Regions from separate parts of the Mus musculus genome. Here region 2 is linked to region 1. The links are chromatin contacts, called in public Hi-C maps. All regions are on one chromosome and are shown on one strand. Each heading gives the region's core, a stretch centred on a gene start, on an enhancer-like site or on the middle of the called end of the contact. The rest is flanking DNA. Distances are from core to core; before and after follow the strand shown. Region 1 has its middle 19 kb from the start of Commd9. Region 2 has its middle 4.9 kb from the start of Gm34268.

Region 1 (6,299 bases), core at 1,469-3,968:
AACAACAACAACAACAACAACAACAACAAAGAAGAACCCTCCCCCACGCTGTTTCTTCCTATTTAATCCATGAGATTATAGGGCTGCTCTAGAGGTCCCTTGGAAAGAACCGTAGTCTGTTTAGAAACCATGGGTCACAAGGGCTGCACAGAGGGGCCTGATATGCCTTTTATGGTAAGTGGAGATTCTTGTGATATTCCTAAAAAAAAACCCTGCAAGTTCTCCTATAGGAAAGGAATAGGGCCATCCAAGGTCAGTAGATCTTAAGTATGATTTATCGATGTTTTAACATTCTCATTTGAGATGCCTTCATATAAAAGGAATATTGTCTCTACATAGACAATCTTTAATTATCCTGGAGTTCTTAACCGTCAGCTGCTGTGAAACTCCAACAGGACTCCTGGCTGAGCCTCTGTTCCCTTCCTCTTCTGCTCACAAGTCTGTCCTGCTTCAGGCTGACTGGAAAGGCTGAATTTGGGGAGAAAAAGCAGGCAGCCCCATTAGAGGCCGGTCCAGGATTCCAGGTGAGAAAAGGATTCCTGGGATGGTGACAGGGAAACAGATGCCCTCCTAAGCAATGACAAGGGCACTGGGGGCCGGGGTTAGAGTTCAGCAGTAGACCACCTGTCAAACATGCAAGGCCCTGGGTTCAATCCCCAGCTTGAGAAAAAGAAAACAGACAGTTTGAAACTGCTTTTTAACCTCTCCCAAATGTTCTAGATTCCCATCTGTGAGGTGCTAAGCAGCCAGACAGAAGGAGGAGTTCTTTTGGGAGGACACCGAAGTGAGGCAGCCATATGGAGGGTGGAGGGGAGGCGAGTGATGGAGAAAACGGGGTCGAAAGAGACCAGGCTGAGCCTCAGCAATGCTGGGTCCTCCGCAGCTCGCTGACACAGTGAGGAAGGTCCGGGTGCCATCTGTGCTAGGGAAATGGTATCCTGGGAAACAGATGGCTGGACAAGCACACCCTCTGACTGACCAGAGCCCTACAGTCAGGTTGACCTTCCTGGGAGGTTTAGGATGGAGTGTTCTAAGAGGCTGTGGGCACAACAGTTGTAGTCCTTGTCATCACGACGTCCCCCTGTTGCTAGATCAAGAATGCTCTGGTTTCTTGCTTTTGGCTGCACTGTTCTAATGCCCCTCCCCCACCCCATTCTGCTTCTCAGGTTAGAAAAGGCCAGGAGCTAGTGAACACTGGGGATAGTTGCTTAGTCAACCTTTGGCACATTCAGGACATTCATTCATTCATTCATTCTCAGTCATTCATGCTCGCATGCATTCCAGTGAGTACTGACTGAGCATCTATAACTGCAGACACTGTCTTAGCTGCTAGGGACAAAATAATTAGCAAAACCTAGACTCTGTGCTTAAGGAAAGGCACATCAAGAGGACAGGTCACCACACCCTCAGAGGAAGCTGAGGCAGGAGAATCATGAATTTGAAGCTGGCCTGAACTATATAGCAAGACACTTTCTGACACAGTAAGAGAACAAGAGAAAAAAAATACATAATATGAGAAGTAGGGGGGACTCCATTCTTGGTAGCCAGACCCGTCCATGCCTGTTACCAACAACTTCTATTCCCTCCATCCTCAGAACTCTACCCTGTTAATTCAGATTTAAGTCAATTTCTTCAATTTTGTTCCAAAAGCTTAAAATGTAGGTGGAAAGCTGGTTATGAAGGACATTGAGTATCAATTCTGAGTTTAGCCTTCATTCTGGGGCATTAAGGAGCCATTAAGAATTTGGGGCAGGGGAATGCCATTAGACTCTAGTCAGACAGTGGGAGCAGCAGGAAGAAGGAGGAGGAGGGGGAGGAGGGGGAGGAGGGGGAGGAGGAGGAGGAGGAGGAGAAGGAGGAGAAGGAGGAGGAGGAGAAGGAGGAGAAGGAGGAGGAGGAGGAGAAGGAGGAGGAGGAGGAGAAGGAGGAGGAGGAGGAGAAGGAGGAGGAGGAGGAGGAGGACGGGGAGGAGGAAGGAGGAAGGAGGAGGAGGAGGAGGAGGAGGAGGAGGAGGAGGAGAAAACAGAAATAGGAGAAAGCTGTTGAGCCCGAAGCAAGGAAGTCCAGAAAGTTACCTGGGCTCCTCACCAGCCATGGGGGTGGGGGTCAGAACACAGCAAACCCCCTTCACACCAGAACTGGGGCATTCTGCACAGGGCCTTACCTAGAAGAGGCAGCACGCAGAGCAGACATGTACCCGCCATGGATGGGCACCCTCCCCGACTCAGATACCTTCATACATAATTAACCTCCTCCAAGCAGTGCTGTCAGGAAGAGTTAAGCTTAATCTCTTTCTTATACAGATGAAGAAATCGAGATTTAGTTCAAGCAGCCCTAGACCTGCATCCTGCCTCCACTATCCACCCATGGTACAGAAAGTTCTCTGCTGGCTGAATCCTGGACCTGTGGTTGCCGCGCACAAACCTTGTTTGGCGAAGCTGTGTCTGGCCGGTCCAAAGGTACAGATTCTTGGATTTACTAGCCTGTGGCAGATGCATCGGGGCATTAGGGGAAAAGTCCTGAAAGGGGTCCCTGGGAGTCTGTCCCTGCTACCACTTCTCCTTCTTCCAACCTTTGCTGCCCTGAGGAGATAACGAGATAACAGGCCTGGATCTGAGGGCCTCTTTTACAGGTAGCCTCTCCCTAGCCCGGGCTCTGGGAGAGGTCTGCTGCCACCTCACCTTTCCCGGTCTTTGTTTTCATTACTAAGACAGATGAGATCGAGAGAACAAGTGCGCCATCTGCTGGGCTTATCATGCAAGTTCCAGCTGCAGCTAGCCGAGCAGCAGGCGGCGATTGCCTTCCTGTTTGGATTTTAGGCCTTATAGTTAGTTTTTTTGAGTCACCTCAGAAGATAGTAAGACCTCGTGACCAGTGACATCTTTTATGAAATGAATCCCAGAGACAGGCTATCACTTTATAGCTGGAAACTCGGTACCGACAGGAACTGCCCATCATCCGGGTACTCAGGCTGTGGGACGAGGCTGGAGAAAGGCAGGCATTCGGCAGGACCACAGAAACAATGGGGAAGATCAGGCAGAGGGAGAAAGCCCACTCGGGCCTTTCCCAAGCATTCAGGGCCTGCAAACTCTCTCTGTGGAGATTAGGGTCCTCTGGCACCATCCCTGTACTACTGCCGTTAGCAATTTTTTTTCTTTTCTCAAAACTGCTTTAAAAAGAGGTGGGGGGAATTAAACCATAGAAATGTGAGCACCAAAGAAGATCGGATTGTATAAAGGTCATCAGTATGCAGTTAAGAATGTTCAGGAGCCAGGCGTGGTGACGCACGCATTTAATCCCAGCCCTCCGGAGGCAGAGGCGGGCGGATTTCTGAGTTCCGGGCCAGCCTGGTCTACAGAGTGAGTTCCAGGACAGCCAGAGAAACCCTGTCTCGAAAAACAAAACAAAACAAAACAAACAAACAAACAAACAAAAAACCAAAAACCAAAAAACAAACCAACCAAACAAAAAGAATGTTCAGGAATTATCAGGATTGGAAGTCGGTGGATACAGGCTGAAAACAGGTTAATGGCTTGAAAACCTTCAAAGTTCTAGACGGCCAATAGCTTCTAGATTAGAGCATAAGGGGTTGGAGAGGTCACTCAGTGGTTAAGAGCACAGGCTGCTCTTCCAGAGGACCTGGGTTTAATTCCCAGCAACCACATGGCAGCTCACAACTGTCTGTAACTCCAGTTCCAAAGAATCTGACACCCTCACACAGACATGCATGAAGACAAAGCACCAATGTACATAAAACTAAGTCCATCATTTTAAAACACACACACACACACACACACACAGAGCTATCCTCCTGGTAGTTAAAGAGAGTTCCAGGACAGCCAAGATTATACAGAGAAACCCTGTCTTGAAAATCCAAAACAAACAAACAAACAAAATTAAACAGAAACAAAAGAAACGAATGTAAAAGGAATGATAACTAATAAGAGTTCCTTGCTTGTGGTAACATTCTCACCACACTGGACTCACATCTTGGAAGTTTGTGAACAGCAGGCCAGAGAGCTTGACTAGCAGTGCCTGGGCAGGGGGCCTGTGTGTGTGCAGAGACCTCACTGAGTGGCTCACTCGGGTGTCCATTTGTCTTCACACTGAAAATCATCAGAAACGGAAGGCAAAGGACAACGATCAGGATCCACAGAGGCAGCCGGCAGGGCTGATCTAGGAGGGTTGGAAGTCACCACACTCAAGGCAAACTTAGGTCACCTGTGGGAAATCACAAACTTTCTTCCGCTACTGAATCGGCAGCGTTGGGGAGATGGCTCAGATAGTAAAGGACCTGGTTTTAGATCCCCAGAATTCAAGTAAAGAAGCTGGGGTGGTGGCACATGCTTGTGATCCCAGAGCTGGGAAGAGAGAAGAAGATGCCTGAAACTCACTGGCCCATCTGCCTTGCATGTTCAAGGATGATCCAAGACCGCGTCTCGGAAAACGAGCTGGATAGTTCCTGAGGAAGCTCCAGCCTCCACATGCACATACACACTCCAACACAGCCTCATCCAGCGGCATGGGCAGACACAGGAAGAGGCACGGGGTTGGCTCAATGCCCTGATCTCCTTTTTCAACCTCTGGGGTCTGGGTGGTTTGAAGCAGCTCGTGAGCTCTGGGTGCCTCACTGTCAAAGCCCAGGGGCTCTGTTGATCCTGGCAGGGAAAGGCAGCCTGGCTTTCTGGAGTGAGGCACATCTACAGGCTCAGAGACAGATACATTGATCAGGACTAAGCTGCTCGCCTCTGTGCTGTGCAAGTGGAATGTGGTGGCCAGCCAGGAGCACTGTCACCCCAGAGATTGATTGTCACCCTTTGATGGACAGAGTCTACATCCCAAATATTCCCACACCCTGGGGAAGGGACCAGAAAATCACCAAGCAAGAACCTCCTTAGAGATCAGTGGGGGAGAGGTTCTTCGGAAATCGTATTGACCCAACCCGAAATATAGTACCAGAAAACAAGTCTATTCTTGCAAACAAAGCAAACAACAGCAACACAATCAAGTCCCTTATACAAGCAGATTATGCAAGGGCACCAGACGTATGCAGACTTTTCCAGGTTAAGTTCAGTGTGACCTCACACCAGTGTCATTGCATTCAAATACAATATCCAATCTCCCAGACACCCATAAAGCTCCTTGTATTGAGTTCTTTGTGAATGGCAATGGGTGGTAGGAACCTGAGAAACAGGAATGTAGGGTCTCAGCAGGTTAAAGGAGTGGGAAGGAAAAAGGGATGAATTCTAGTCAAAGCTGAATCCTACTTGAGAACAGCAAGGGGCTGTCAACACAAAGTAGTGGGCTGGGGTTGAGGTCCATGACCTGCTGGGGAATGAAAATTATGAAATAGTCTGTCTCTACAGACAGGATCAATAGTCTCTCTCTCTCTAGATGTGACCCCAAAGAATTCAGGCCTACAATTTTAAGAACAGCCTACTGCTCCTTATTTTGTATCCCTATACACACAGCTTAGTGTAGCTCTTAGGCCTCATTAGAGAAGTTCCTCTGGGCAGTAGACAGGGGTTAGCACAGAATTCATGAGTGGTCAAAGTGCAGCGTGGAATCTGTGGAATTCTCAGCCATAAACAGGACGTCTGTATTACAGCCCCACCGTCGGGGCTCAGGGACCACTGCAGAGTGGACAAGAAGACTGTAGAGCCAAAGGTCAGAGAGGACCAGGCGCAGTCTCTCTGGACAGGACAGGACCCTGCGGAGGAACTCATCACAGCTATAGTTGTCCGGGCAAGATGAACCCAGTCACCAATCCAGAAGAGAGGGAGGTGGGATCATAATCCCCCACTCCTAGAGATATTGACAATTAAAAGCTTCTGGGAGAGGAAGAGTCCATTTTAAGGGCGTGGCCCCTGTTAAGTCAACCATCTACCAAGAAATGGCCCTACACCCATAAATGTATAGAGAGCACACATTTGATATAATGGGTTATCTTTAAAAAACAGAAGACCAAAAGAAAGGACAAAAAGTTGGGAGGGGATGGAGAGGTGGGGGTGGGAAAGAGGTGAAGGGGGTATAAATATGACCAAGATGGACTGTATGAAATTGTCAAAGAATTAATAAAAATATTTCTTTATGAGATCGGGTCGCTCAACATGAGAAGGAAGCTTAGTCTTGACTTCCCGGTATCTTGCTGGGAAGCCAGAGGTTAGATTTCTTATCTTTCCTGCAGATTCAGAACCAAGCCAGTTAAAGATCTTCATCTCTTGCAGTCCTGTATCTCAGAGAGCAAGCTAGAGAAACCTGGCCCTCCATCCTAATGAGGCCATTTACCAGCAGGTGAG
Region 2 (6,299 bases), core at 1,222-3,721, 350 kb before region 1:
AGATAAAAGCTTTGGGATGTAAAGAAAAAAAAAGTTCCAAAGATGAATGGTGTGCTTGGGGCCCTCTCTTGCTCTTTTTGTGTGTGCACATTCATGTGAGCATGTCCCAGAAGGCACTCTCAGGTGCCATCCATCCTTCGCTTTGAGACAGTGTCTCTCATTGGATAGAACACTAAGAGTCTACCTGGCACTGAGATTCTAAACATGCATGCCTGGCTATTCTTCTGTGGGTTCTGAGATTTGAACTTGTGTCCTTGGGCCTCGTGCTTATAAGGCAAGTACTTTTCCAACTGAGCTATCCCCTTAGACCCTTTCATTCTCTTCTCATCATGCTTTAGCTATCTGCCTCCCCTCTACCTCTGTGCCTTCATCTTTAGCTCCTGCTACAAAGCCCTCAAGATTTGGGGTCAAATTATTTATATGAGGAAATTTAAATGGCCACATAGTTGCCTATTGGACCTGATTGATAGGCAGGGCCACCTCATAGACAGATGGTCATCATGGAGATGGCTGTCATTTGGAAGAAACCCAATCCTCAAATTCAAGGAATGGAATTCCCACTGTATCACCATTGCAGTTTAGGAGAGGGAACCCAAGAAGGCAGCAGAGACATAACTAGCCTTCTGGAACCCTGTCACCCAGGCCGGCAGACATTCCCAAATTGAATTCTTTAATATTTAATATTTATTGATTAACAAGTGGAAAATACCAAGTTGATTGTTTATAACTAACTTATATACAGTCTCAAGAATTGAATCAAAGGGTGCTAGACGGGAGAAGCAAAAAGCAATTTCCTCCGAAAATTCAATTTGTGTTGTTCCCTGCATCTGATTTCCTTTGGGTTGAGCCTGATTTCCTTAAGACTTCCAAACTCCAAACTTGGATTGTCTCTGGAATCAAGGCTACACAGGAGCCATTTCTCCAGCTCAGACTGGGGTTCACAGAGGGGTCTACATCTTCACCTGTCAGGTGTGAGAGGGGAGCAGCTCTTAGGTGAACTCCTCACAAACCAGCATTGAGGGAGGAGCAAGGTCCTTGAATTCACAGCCTTAAGAGTTAGGCAGGTTCCTCTTTTGGTTCCATTAGGAAAGAAGAGAGCAATGAGCATGGTGGCACTTGGGAGGACTTCAGGGTTACATATTCTGAGGATATGTAAAGTTGCCCACTCATCAATCACACCCACGAACCTCACAGGCTGCTCTTTCAGCTTAGGTAGGCAGGTCCCCTCACTCCTTCCTTAACAGAACCCAGCCTTTACTCTCTGCAGGTTTTAGAGCAGCAGTTCTCAACTTGTGTGTTGCAACCCCTTTGGGGTGTCAAAACAACTCTTTCACGGGGGTCACAAATCAGCTACCCTGCATATCCTATTTACATTATGATTCATAACAATAGCAAAAACTACAGTTATAAAGTAGCAATGAAAACAATCTTATGGCTGGGGGACACCCTGATATGAGGAACAAAATGAAATGAATTAAAAGGACGCAGCATTTAGGAAGGTTGAGAACCACTGCTCTACAGAGACCTAAATGTGGATGTGAGCCTACCCTGCTGGAGGTGAGTCACCCATGCGTGCCTGGCATGGTTAATGCAGTGTTCATTTCGTGGCCAAAGGAATACGATATTCCCTCCTTCTCTCACATGGCATCTGTTCCACTGTCTCAGAATAGACCTGCCATCCCACCACACCTCAGAACCTTTGTACTGGCTGCCTCTCCTACTGGGATGTTTCCCATTCAGATCACAATGTGGCCGGCTCCCTCCCTTCCTTGAGGTCTCCATGCAAAGGTCTTGTGAGTTCTCCCGGCCACTCGGTCAATCTTTTCTCTGTTAACATGATGAAACACACAAAACTGAGTACTACTCAACAAAAGAGGCTCATTTGCTGAACATTTGGTAGCAAATTGTTCCAGCACCAGGACACTAGGTCTGCAAGAACCCCACCCCACCCCCACCCCACCCCACCTCACTCCCCCCCCCCCCAGCTGCACTATATCATATGAGAAGGCATCATGGCAACAGTGATCACAGAGGAGAGAATACCACTGCATCAGAAGCCAGAAAAGGCTCACTCTTATAATAGCCTCTTCTCAACAAATAGCTCAGTGACTCAGATTTGTCCTCGTGGCCAGAGACCAGGAGAGCCAGTCCCATCCCTTCCAGCTATGACCGTGGGTGAGCTAGGAGTTGACAGTGCTGAGAGCTTTGCCCCAGTGGTGTGGGTGCTGGAGAGCTGGCAGGCTGACAAACTCAGCTACCATCCTGGCCCAGATCCAGGGCTTTGGGTTGGACCATCCAAACGTATACCTCATCTTCGAACTGCTTGAGTGTGGAAGGGGTCAATCCTGCAGATCTAAAGTTGCAGGATCTTCATGACACAGGAGAACAACAGGATGTCTAAGAGGAGTCCCTCTGAGGATCCAATATTGATAGTGTAGCAGAAGCCAGAGGCCTTGAAACAAAACAGTGACTCATTGTAATAGACATTTGCATGGAAAGAAGTGGACAAAAGGGTATACTGTGGGGCACACTGTAACACACTGCTGCTTCCGCAATGAGATCTAGCTTTATTTATTTTGCTTTGTTTTGATTGTTGGGGTGCAGTTGCAAGGGCAGAGGGCAGATACGAAGGGATGGGGAGATGAGTGGGGTTGGGGTGCATGATGCAAAAAAAAGGATTAATAAAGGTTTTTAAAAAATTTTTAAGAGAATGTGTCTCTTAGATATTAATGCACCTTTTAGTATGGATCCACCTCCTCTTATATCACCACACTCCAAATTCCAGCACTGCCAGAAGCCAGCACCACCAACATCTTTACCATCTAGACCCCAGCACCACTCTCTCAGACCCCAGCACTATGCAAACCCACATGCCACCCAAAGCTTGGCATCATCCAGATTCCAGCACCACTCAAATCTCGGTGTCAACCATAACAAAGTATCACCTAGGCCCAACCCTCTCCAGAACCCAGAACCACTCAAATCCTAGCACCATCCTGACCCCAGCATCACCTAAATCCCAGCACCATCCAGACCCCAGCATCACCCAAATCCCAGCACCATCCAGACCCCAGCATCACCCAAATCCCAGCACCATCCAGACCCCAGCATCACCCAAATCCCAGCACCATCCAGACCCCAGCATCACCCAAATCCCAGCACCATCCAGACCCCAGCATCACCCAAATCCCAGCACCAACCCAAGCTCCAGAAGTGTTCCGAGCTTGAGTGTTCCTAACTGTTGTTCTGTGTTCCTCTTCTGTTTCCTTCGTGGCTCTGAGTATTGTTTATGTCTGATGCACTCTGCTATTTAACTTGCATATCTATTCCCAGTGGTGGAATGTAAGTTCCACAAGGCCTGATGCTCTTCTCTGTTTAATATGATTTCCCAGAAGTCAGAGGGGGCGCCCAGCACGTGGCAGCTTCCCAATAAACATTTGCTTCATTGACCACACTGCAGAGAGCTGTGTTTGGAATCCTGTCTGGGTTCAGACGTGTGCTCTGCAGTTTATAAATAATAAGATGTGGTGCATTACTTCCCCTCTCAGGGTCTCGGTTTTCTTACCTGGAAATGATGTATAATATTTATTCCATAGGGATCCAGGAAACATTAACAAGATGACATAAAAGACTGAACACAGTGGCTGGCTAGAAAACAAGCAGGTGTTTCATAATCAATCACAAGAATTTGGGGTTGGGGAAGTGATTCAGCAGTAAGAGAAGCTGAGTTTAGTTCCTAGCACTCATGTCAGGTAATGCATAGCTCCAGCTCCAGGGCATCAGATACCCTTTTCTGGCCTCCAGGGATGTTGTATTCACACGCACATACCTACTTATGCACACACATATACATACTTTCATTGAAGTTTTTTTTTATTGCAATAATTACAAAAGGTGGTCATTAAAAAGGAGATAAAAAAAAATAAAAGTCTGAAAAGTGCCTGGATTGTGAACATCACATACACACACACAAACACACACACACACATGCATGCATGCATGCATGCATTTATACACATATGCACGCATGTATACACACGTGCATGTAATCACATAAGCATACACACTCACACTCGTGCACACATGCATGAGCATGCACATGCACACGAGTGCATGGACACATATCCACTCCTTTATGTCCACACCAAAGCCTGTGCACAAAAGCTCCCAAGCTCTCATCCAGAGGGGAAGCCAATGAAGCTTGGCCGCTATCTCATTATTCTTCGCCTATCAGACTGGGTAAGAAACTTTGCAGACTGGTATGGCTTAGCAAGCACAGGCCTTGATCTTCACACAGCTCTGTGTCTTTCTAGCCCACCCTCCTGACCCTTATATTGTCCCTTCTGACTCTTCTCCAATGGGCTTGTCCCTTAAAGTCCTCTATATTCTGGCTACAAAGGTAATAATTAGAAGACAATGGGGAAACCCATGCAACTTACAGACCACTTTTTGCTGACAGAAGAGTGAGAGTGGTGAAGCAGAAATGCATAAGAAAGGGTTCAGGAGACACCCCTACAGTGAGGCCCTGAAGACCAGGCAGCAGGAAGTGTGGCCACGAAGCCAGCCCTGCAGAGGGATCTGGTGAGCTTGCAGTGCCACAAGGAAGCAACATCCTGGTGGGCCCTGGACCCTGGACCAATACCTATTAACTGTGAGAACCTCAGCAAATGGCATCACCTCTCTGCACCAGTTACATCATCTGTTGCAGGAGCTGTACTCCCCTGTAGGATTGTTGGAACGTTTTAAACCCAGACCTTCTGCTGTGTACGCTGCAAAAATCAAGCTGTCGAGGCTACTACTGATATAGACTATAAACCCAAAAATAGCCCTTGGCTTGTGCAGGACCCTTATCTGATGTGCCACAGGTTAGAGGCACCTAGCACAAAGCCTAGCATCCAACATGCATCACATCAGTGGCAGGCAAACAGTAGGCTGGTTTATTACCCCTCCAGTCCACAGAAGGGCAGCATGCAGCCTTTTGCTAGCATGGAACCAGCTTCAAGCAAAGCCATAGCCATGTTGAAGTTGACTTTGGAGTAGTGGGATGTGACGTCAACTGAGAAGCAGCTTTAACTGTTCTCATCACAGAGCTCGGACTAACTCAAGTTGTCCTGGACTTCTGCTTACCGAGCATGTTCTGGATTCAGGGTGAGACATCTTGTGGAGCCTGGGTGTGTATGTGCTCAGAATCATTGGGTGTCGTGATATGCATTTGGTTTAAGTGGGCCATCATTGTCTTTCTCCATTTAAATGTCTTTAAAATTAAAACAACCCTTTTAAAGCCAGTTGATTTGCTCTGTATAGAAGAGTCCCTTGATCTCCAACCTTTACCCTCACAGTCAGGAAACTCCACTGCGGGTGAGAGAGATGCTTTCTGTCCCACTGTAGCATTGGACATGGGAACCATTGAGGGTGGTGACTTTGTCTGTTAAACCCTAGGCTTGTATTAGGAGAAGTTGGATCCATGGACATTCTGTTCCTATACCAACTGGCCCAATGACAATGGCTGACAGATAGTCTAAACCCATCTGCATGATAGACCGGGCTTGGAGATGGCTAATCAGTCCATAAAGAGGCTTCTAAACAGGTCCAAGTGGAGCATTTGCGGGACCCATAGACAAGTCTCATTGATGGCAAGGCACTCCTGCAAGACTTACAGTCAGCAGCCTAGAGACTTCCCTGGTTTTCTGTCAGGTGTATAACATGAAGACAATGACCAGAAGGAAGAGGAAGTGCAGGAGGACGGGGAATCACTGACCACACACATTGGGTAGCACTTTTCCCAAATGTATCATCAGTAACCATTCAGAGAGAAGATAACGGAAAGAATGAAAGAGAGCAAGAAAGAACTTGAGGAAGTTAATGTCTCGGGCTCAGAAGTAACAAGCAGTCTCTAGATAGGACGACACAGGTAAGAGCATTCCCAGAAATGCAAGCATCACAGAGATGGGAGATGAGAGAATGGGGTGGCTAATAGAATGATCCAAAGTCTAAGCAATCAGGTTAGAGAGGCAACTGAGCAGGAGTGTGCTTGTCTGAGATTCATAAAACCTCAGGGTAATCTCTATAGTGAGAGGAAAAAATACAAGAAAGCAAGTAAGCAAGGAGAAAAGGATAGAAAAAAGGGAGGAAGGGGAAGGAGGGAAGGAGGGAGAGAGACAGGGAGGGAGACAAGGAGGGAGACAGGGAGGGAGGGAGGGAGGGAGACAAGGAGGAAGGGAGGGAAACAGGGAGGGAAGGAAGGAGGGAGGGAGACAGGGAGGGAGGGAGACAGGGAGGGAGGGAGGGAGACAGGGAGG

Evidence for each region. Hi-C and Micro-C count contacts between places; a contact is called where the count stands out from the background.
Region 2: a Hi-C map of cerebral cortex shows a contact between it and region 1, with 3 times the contacts expected there. The contact joins two enhancer-like sites. A contact is called at or near these places in 5 of 484 Hi-C or Micro-C datasets (cerebral cortex, cortical neurons, embryonic stem cells and 2 more) and 5 of 115 datasets of contacts at active chromatin or transcription factors (double positive thymocytes, embryonic midbrain, embryonic stem cells and 1 more).

What each region holds. Positions count from the first base shown.
Region 1 is chr2:101,902,405-101,908,703 of GRCm38.p6, reverse strand. No RefSeq gene overlaps it. Among named protein-coding and RNA genes, the nearest start is that of Commd9, 19 kb to the right of the region's middle. Within about 2 kb of position 2,718, at least 70 of the 459 cell types and tissues checked have an H3K27ac peak or open chromatin away from gene starts, as enhancers often do. A contact at or near this core is called in cerebral cortex, where this site is marked.
Region 2 is chr2:102,248,758-102,255,056 of GRCm38.p6, reverse strand. No RefSeq gene overlaps it. Among named protein-coding and RNA genes, the nearest start is that of Gm34268, 4.9 kb to the right of the region's middle. Within about 2 kb of position 2,471, at least 23 of the 459 cell types and tissues checked have an H3K27ac peak or open chromatin away from gene starts, as enhancers often do. A contact at or near this core is called in cerebral cortex, where this site is marked.